2 separate regions of the Sus scrofa genome follow, and region 1 is linked to region 2. A link is a contact called in public HiChIP or PLAC-seq data. All regions are on one chromosome and are shown on one strand. The core of a region is the stretch at or near the end of the contact, and the rest is flanking DNA. Distances in the headings are between cores, read along the strand shown. Region 1 holds the start of ARL6IP6 (ADP-ribosylation factor-like protein 6-interacting protein 6). Region 2 holds the start of SAP130 (histone deacetylase complex subunit SAP130).

Evidence for each region. HiChIP or PLAC-seq counts read pairs in DNA pulled down with a chosen protein or histone mark.
Region 1: a contact with region 2 is called in an H3K27ac HiChIP or PLAC-seq map of alveolar macrophages. The contact joins the promoter of ARL6IP6 here to the promoter of SAP130 in region 2. A contact is called at or near these places in 1 of 47 Hi-C or Micro-C datasets (liver) and 1 of 2 datasets of contacts at active chromatin or transcription factors (alveolar macrophages).

What each region holds. Positions count from the first base shown.
Region 1 is chr15:60,438,299-60,441,070 of Sscrofa11.1, reverse strand. It overlaps ARL6IP6 (ADP-ribosylation factor-like protein 6-interacting protein 6), which reads right to left and starts at 1,483. Exons shown (of 4, transcript XM_001926700.7): 1 at 36-1,483. The coding sequence starts at 432. PRPF40A (pre-mRNA processing factor 40 homolog A) reads left to right here and starts at 1,691. Exons shown (of 26, transcript NM_001244573.1): 1 at 1,691-1,864. The coding sequence starts at 1,700.
Region 2 is chr15:59,310,769-59,313,728 of Sscrofa11.1, reverse strand. SAP130 (histone deacetylase complex subunit SAP130) reads right to left here and starts at 1,328. Exons shown (of 21, transcript XM_021076325.1): 1 at 1,152-1,328.

The sequences.
Region 1 (2,772 bases), core at 234-2,733, 1.1 Mb before region 2:
GCTTAAAAAACTATACAGTTTCTGGACTTCAGTACCTTTTACGATCAGGTAGGTGATGGCGAGGAGGAAGGCAAGGAGGATGGCGAACAGCAGCGAACAGAGAATTGAGAGGACCTGGACCGGCCAGCGCCGAGCTCGGGTTCGACCGCCCGCATCCGCCAAGATGCCATTCCGCTTATCCGCCAGGAGGGAAGACCCGTCCCCATCTGGCCGGAGGAGCGAGTCCTTTCTAGGTTCGGGCGACGCCCTGGCCGAGAATTCCGCTCGCAGGTCACGGGCTACTCGGTCGCATCCCTCCTCCTCATCGACTTCACCCTCACCCCAGCTGTCTCCCTGAGTGGAAGCGGAAAATGCCGGCCGAGCGAACGGGACAGGGGTACCCGGACGACGGCGCAGAGGGGCCGGGCGCCTCCCGCTCTCCACGAACGACATGGCGGGAAAGACAGTGAGGCCCAGAGAGCGAGCGTTGTTCACCAGCCCCTCCCCGCGGTCCCAGCAGCCAATCAACGGCCCCCCCCCGGCCTAAACCACCAGACAGAGGCGCGCAGGGGTGCGCAAGGGTGGGCGGCTGGGCGGGTAAGGTGCTGTGGAGTTGGAGAGGCTGGGCGTCCCAGGATCAGGGTACTACCCTCAAGCTGTAGGAGGGAAGGCGAGCAGAGAAGAGCGCAGAGGGGAGGAAAGAAGAGGCCGAAGGCAGTCAAGTCCCCTATCCCTGCACAGGTTCGTCTCGCCCTGAGACCTCGGCCATCGCAGCGTCGCCTCTAAGCAAGAGCGCGGCCCGGCAGCCCCAAAGTCGCACCTTCGTGGCACCCGGTCCTAGCGCCCGCCATGCGCCCTAATACACATTACCGACTCAATTTGTTTTCTCACTTTTACGCCTTACACTCGCTCCTACCTCCACCCCCGCTTCCCTCCACGGCAGTTCACCACCCCGCACCCTCACCTCCCTTAACAGCCCATTCCTCCTTCCCTTACGTTTTGTTCTCCCCGCCCCACTACAACTTCCCACCACGCAGCTTGGCACGCCTCCGGCTCCCCTCACTCCCCTATCCCGGCGCCCGCTCCCCAGTTGGATCTTACGGAGATCGAACCTTCTCAAGACCCCTCCTCTAGCCTTCTTCGCCCCCTCCCTCCAACTCGATCCGCCCCCCGCGCGCGCGCGCGCGCGCGTATCCGGCCACCGCTAACGCTAGAAGCTTTCCCCACCCCCACCCCCACCCTACCATCCCACCCCACCCTACCACCCCACCCCACCCCAGGCGGCCTCAGGTTTGTGGGGGCGTACGTAACTCGGGCGGGGGGTGAAGGTGGCAGAACCCCACTGCCCCACCCCCTTCGGGGTGAGGCGAACTAAGCTCGGGAGGCTGAGACACAGACGTCTTCCCTTCCCTGGGGTAAGTTACTGGAGTTTTTCCCCAAGAGGACTTGCAACAGAAACTTCCTCCGTCCCCCTCCCCCCTCCATGCAGGCGACGCCGAGTGAGGCTGAGGTTGGGAGCGAATCGCCGAAGAGCTGCGTGTCGGCAGCGCAGTCTGATTGGACAGCGGAGAAGCCTGTCAGCTTATTGGCCCCGCTGGTTCCGCCCCGTAGCGCAGGGCAGCCTTTAACCTTTGGCCCCAGTGGGCTCCAGCCACTCAGATCGCTTCTTGTTGGTATGTGTAGCGGCAGTGGCCGCCGGCGGAGCAGTCTGAGCCCGACGATGAGGCCGGGGACGGGAGCTGAGCGAGGAGGCCTCATGGTGAGTGAAATGGAGAGCCATCCTCCCTCGCGGGGTCCCGGGGACGGGGAGCGGAGATTGTCCGGCTCAAGCCTCTGCTCCAGCTCTTGGGTCTCTGCTGACGGCTTCCTGAGGAGACGGCCCTCGGTAAGGGATCGGTGGGGCAGGGGAAAGCGGCACAATGAAAACGGAGTCAGAGAGAGAGGAAGCTTTCTCCCAAAGGAGAAGAAGATGAGAGTGGACGAAGGAAGAGCTCGAGATGGTGGGATATGTTCCGGGGGAGAGAAATGGAGGGCGGGGGTGCACAAAGAAAAGGAAGTGGGACCCTGGAAGTTGCTGGTGGGTTTGGCCTAGGCAGTTGCGCGTTGGTTGTGCTGGTCGCGGGCGGGGTGAGCGTTTTGGAGAGGTAGGCCTGACTTAGCCGTGTTGGGGAGGCGGAGATTTGATTCTGTAGAGTCTAAAACAGGCTGCCAGAATTTCTTCACCTGTGTTAGTGGTGTCCGTAGCGGGAGGACAGCTGGGAGAATTGGCAGGAGATAGTTACCTGGTTTTAAGGCCTGGAACAATGAAGACACAGGTAAAGAAAGTAGTTGTCTTTTTATAGGAGCTCGTTAAGATGGATGAATTAGTTATTTACTTTAGTATCTATGAATGACAGACCTCGGTCTTTGGGATTTTTTTTTTTTTTTGGCATAAGTAATTTTTCTCAAAGATTCTGTTGTAAGTAGTATGTTTATGTATTAAGAGTGAAGTGTTCCTGAGGATCCATACTGTTGGTGTTTTATAAGGGTAGCCCTTATCTGAGTTAATTTGGTAACTTCGGCATTTTAAAGTTTAAAATCAATGTAGAAAGTAAGGATAAATGGCGCAATAAAATAAAAATAAGCTGTCTTATATCTGTGAAGTAGGACAAAGCTGTGGTTTTCACCATGATAGTTTTTAGGCTGGCGTTTAAACTGTATTCTCTCACTTTAGCAAGCCATTTAGTAATTGATTAAATCATCATGTTTTAAAAAATGAATTAGGTATCCAGTAATGATTTTAATTTTTTCCAC
Region 2 (2,960 bases), core at 79-2,578:
ATTTTCAATGCTATCCTGCACAGGCTCCATTTACAGATTTCTCTCCGACCCCCCCATCTCCCGCCCCTTTCACAGACCCCAGCTCAGCCAAAAGGAACTGAGACCTTCACCACCTTCTCTAAAATCTACCCCCACTTTTCGCTCAGGAGCCAAGCTCTGCCGATATCCCTGATTAGCCCGCAATCCTACCCCCCACCGTGAAGCCCACCGCCGAGATCAGAGAACACAGGTCTCCTGATACTTCGGGTCTCTGAATCCTCTGGAGAGGGGGGCAGGCGTTCTGAGGAGCCCCAGGACCAGTGTGCCTCTTTACCTGCAGCCGCCGCCCGCCCCTCCTAATTCAACCTCGCCGGGCCGGGGGTGCTGCGGAGGACCCAATGCGGTGGCAGCGCTGGGCTCCGAGATCGCGAGGACCGCTCGTGCCGCAGCGCCCCTCGGGCCCGTCGCTGTCCAGTCCCGCCGACCCCACTCACCCCGGCCCCCCGGCCGCCGCTCTGCTCCAGTCCTCTTCCCCGAACCTGCTCCTACCTCCCCCGCCCGCCCATTGGCCCCACGCCGGGTGCGTCACTCCAGGGCCTGCACCAATCCACCGCGGCCTGCGCGCTGTGATCCCGCCCCACCCTCCCGCCGACTGCCAGCCAATCAGGCGCGAGCCTCGCCAGGGCAGCCCAAACCCCCGAGGAAGAGCCAATGGCAGAGGAAGACAAGAGCTGCCGGCGAGAGGGGCGGGGAGCTGGGAGGCCCCGCCTCGGTCGGGGTCTGAAAGCGGCGGGCGCAGGGCCCGGATGTGGAGAGTCACTTTAAACTGCTCCAGGAGCCAAACTCCCTGGGCCGCCCGCCCGCCCGCGCTCCCCCGGCCTCTCAGCTTCCCCGCCAAGGCCCACGCCCGCCACGCCCCCAAGCCCAACTCAGCCCAGCCTTCCCGACGGCTTTCCATTCCTTGTCGCAGGACACCCGGCCCCTGCAGCCGGCCCAACTGCCGTGCTCAGTTCACGAAAGAGTACAGGTCCGCGCCGCAGAAAACGAGGCACCGCTGCCCTTCTCTGGGGACGCGCAGCGGGACGGACGCTGCAGCCCGGCTCGGCCGCCCCGCCCCCTCGTCTCCTCCCCTCCCCTTTCCCTCCCCTCCTGGGCGCACGTCCCGCCATTACCTGAGTGCTGCGCCGAGTGGCCGCCTTGCCGCCTCGAGCTGGTTCCCGTGCGCTCTCCGCCTGCGGAGCCGACGTCCTCGGGCTCCAGGACCCGCCGCCGCCGCCGAGGCGCTAGCACTCGGTCCCCCACCCCTCTGCCCAGCGCCGCTGCTTCCGCCGCCGTAACGAGCCTCTCACCCACTGGCTGGGGTAGGCCCCGCCCTCATCCGGGAAAGCCAATCACCGTTCAATATGAGTGGAGAGCGGACGGGCCTGCCCCTCGGGGCTGCAGAGGCCTCTGGGAAAGGTAGTTCTGGTGCTGAGAAGGCGGGCCTGGGCGGGGCGTCCTGGCGACCCGGCCGAAGCAACACACCCCTTAGCTATTTAGCGACGGTTCTGCCGTTTTTCTTTGCCTAGTGAAAAGCTGCTACCCTTTTGCCTCATGTGATGGCACCAGGTTTCATTTTTCCGAGGGAGTTGCGGCGCGGGAATAGGGTAATGGAGGCCGACTGCAGCGTACCGAAGGGGCCGCAGGCAGGGCTGAGGGTTTTCCGGACTGTACTGGATTCTCCGCGCTGCGTGTGGGACTTGATGTCCCCATTGAGGCCATGACCCGCGAAGCTTGAGCGTCATGGGAGGCTCGGGTGCACGGAAACGAAGGGACTCAGTCGGGTTTGCACTGGCCTCGCTGCGTGGGGAACTTGGCCGGGAGCCGAGCACACTCGGGTTAAAGCGGGCTCGGAGAGGTGCCTTTGGCGCAGGACTCAGGCGCGGTGCACCTGCTCAGACTTTCCGGATTACGGAGAAGCGGAGGGAGGTGGTGGTGATTTGTTTTGTTTGGGGTAGAGTGTTGGAGTTATACGGCTGTGGAAGTCTTAGCCAAAGCTGCGAAAGCAGAATGAGTCTGATACTAGAGATTATGTCCCTCCGCCAATCTTCCTAGACGGTAAATTAGTCTGGAGTTTTGCGATAGGAAATAAATGGGGCTCAAATCCCTTCTTCCTTTCGTGCACAGCTACATTCTTAGTACAAAAAGGGCAGCTCAAGGCTATGCCCCCTCTCCTTTCTCAAGACATCTTCCTTTCTAACACTCTTCCCTTCTCACATTTCTTCTATAAGTAACTGACGTGATATACTTTAGCCATCTCTCTCCTAGACTCTGCCTGCTCCTGCCTCTTCTTACACTGCTCCCTCCACTAACCTACTCACCTTCACTCAGTGGTCCTTGCTTAGTTTAAGAGCAGGAATTCCTCCTTAAAATGGTCTTCCCTTGGCCTCCAGAACCACACTCTCTCCTGATTCTTCTTCTGCCCCTATTCAGCTGTTTTATACTTCTCTTTTCTCCAAGGCTCCGACCCTCTCTTAATGCTACACTATCTTCCTAAGTAGCTTAATACACTCTCACAATTTACAGCATCATTCTTCTGCATTTTTTTCTGTCTTTTATCTTTTTAGGGCCGCACCTGTGGCACATAGAGGTTCCCAGGCTTGGGGTCTAATCAGAGCTATAGCTGCCGGACTATGCCACAGCCACAGCAACGTCAGATCTGAGCCACGTCTGCGACCTACACCACAGCTCGTGGAAACGCCAGATCCTTAACCCACTGATGGAGGCCAAGGATCCAACCCACAACCTCATGGTTCCTAGTTGGATTCGTTCCCACTGCGCCACGGCAGGAACTCCTACAGCATCATTCTTGAAAATGACTCAGTTTTATCTGCATAGTGACCTCTGTCTTGAGTTGTACACCTACAGTTCCAAACATATGTCTTACAAGCCCCTGAGATTTAACATGTTGAACACTTGTATTGATTAGCCTCACCTCCTGA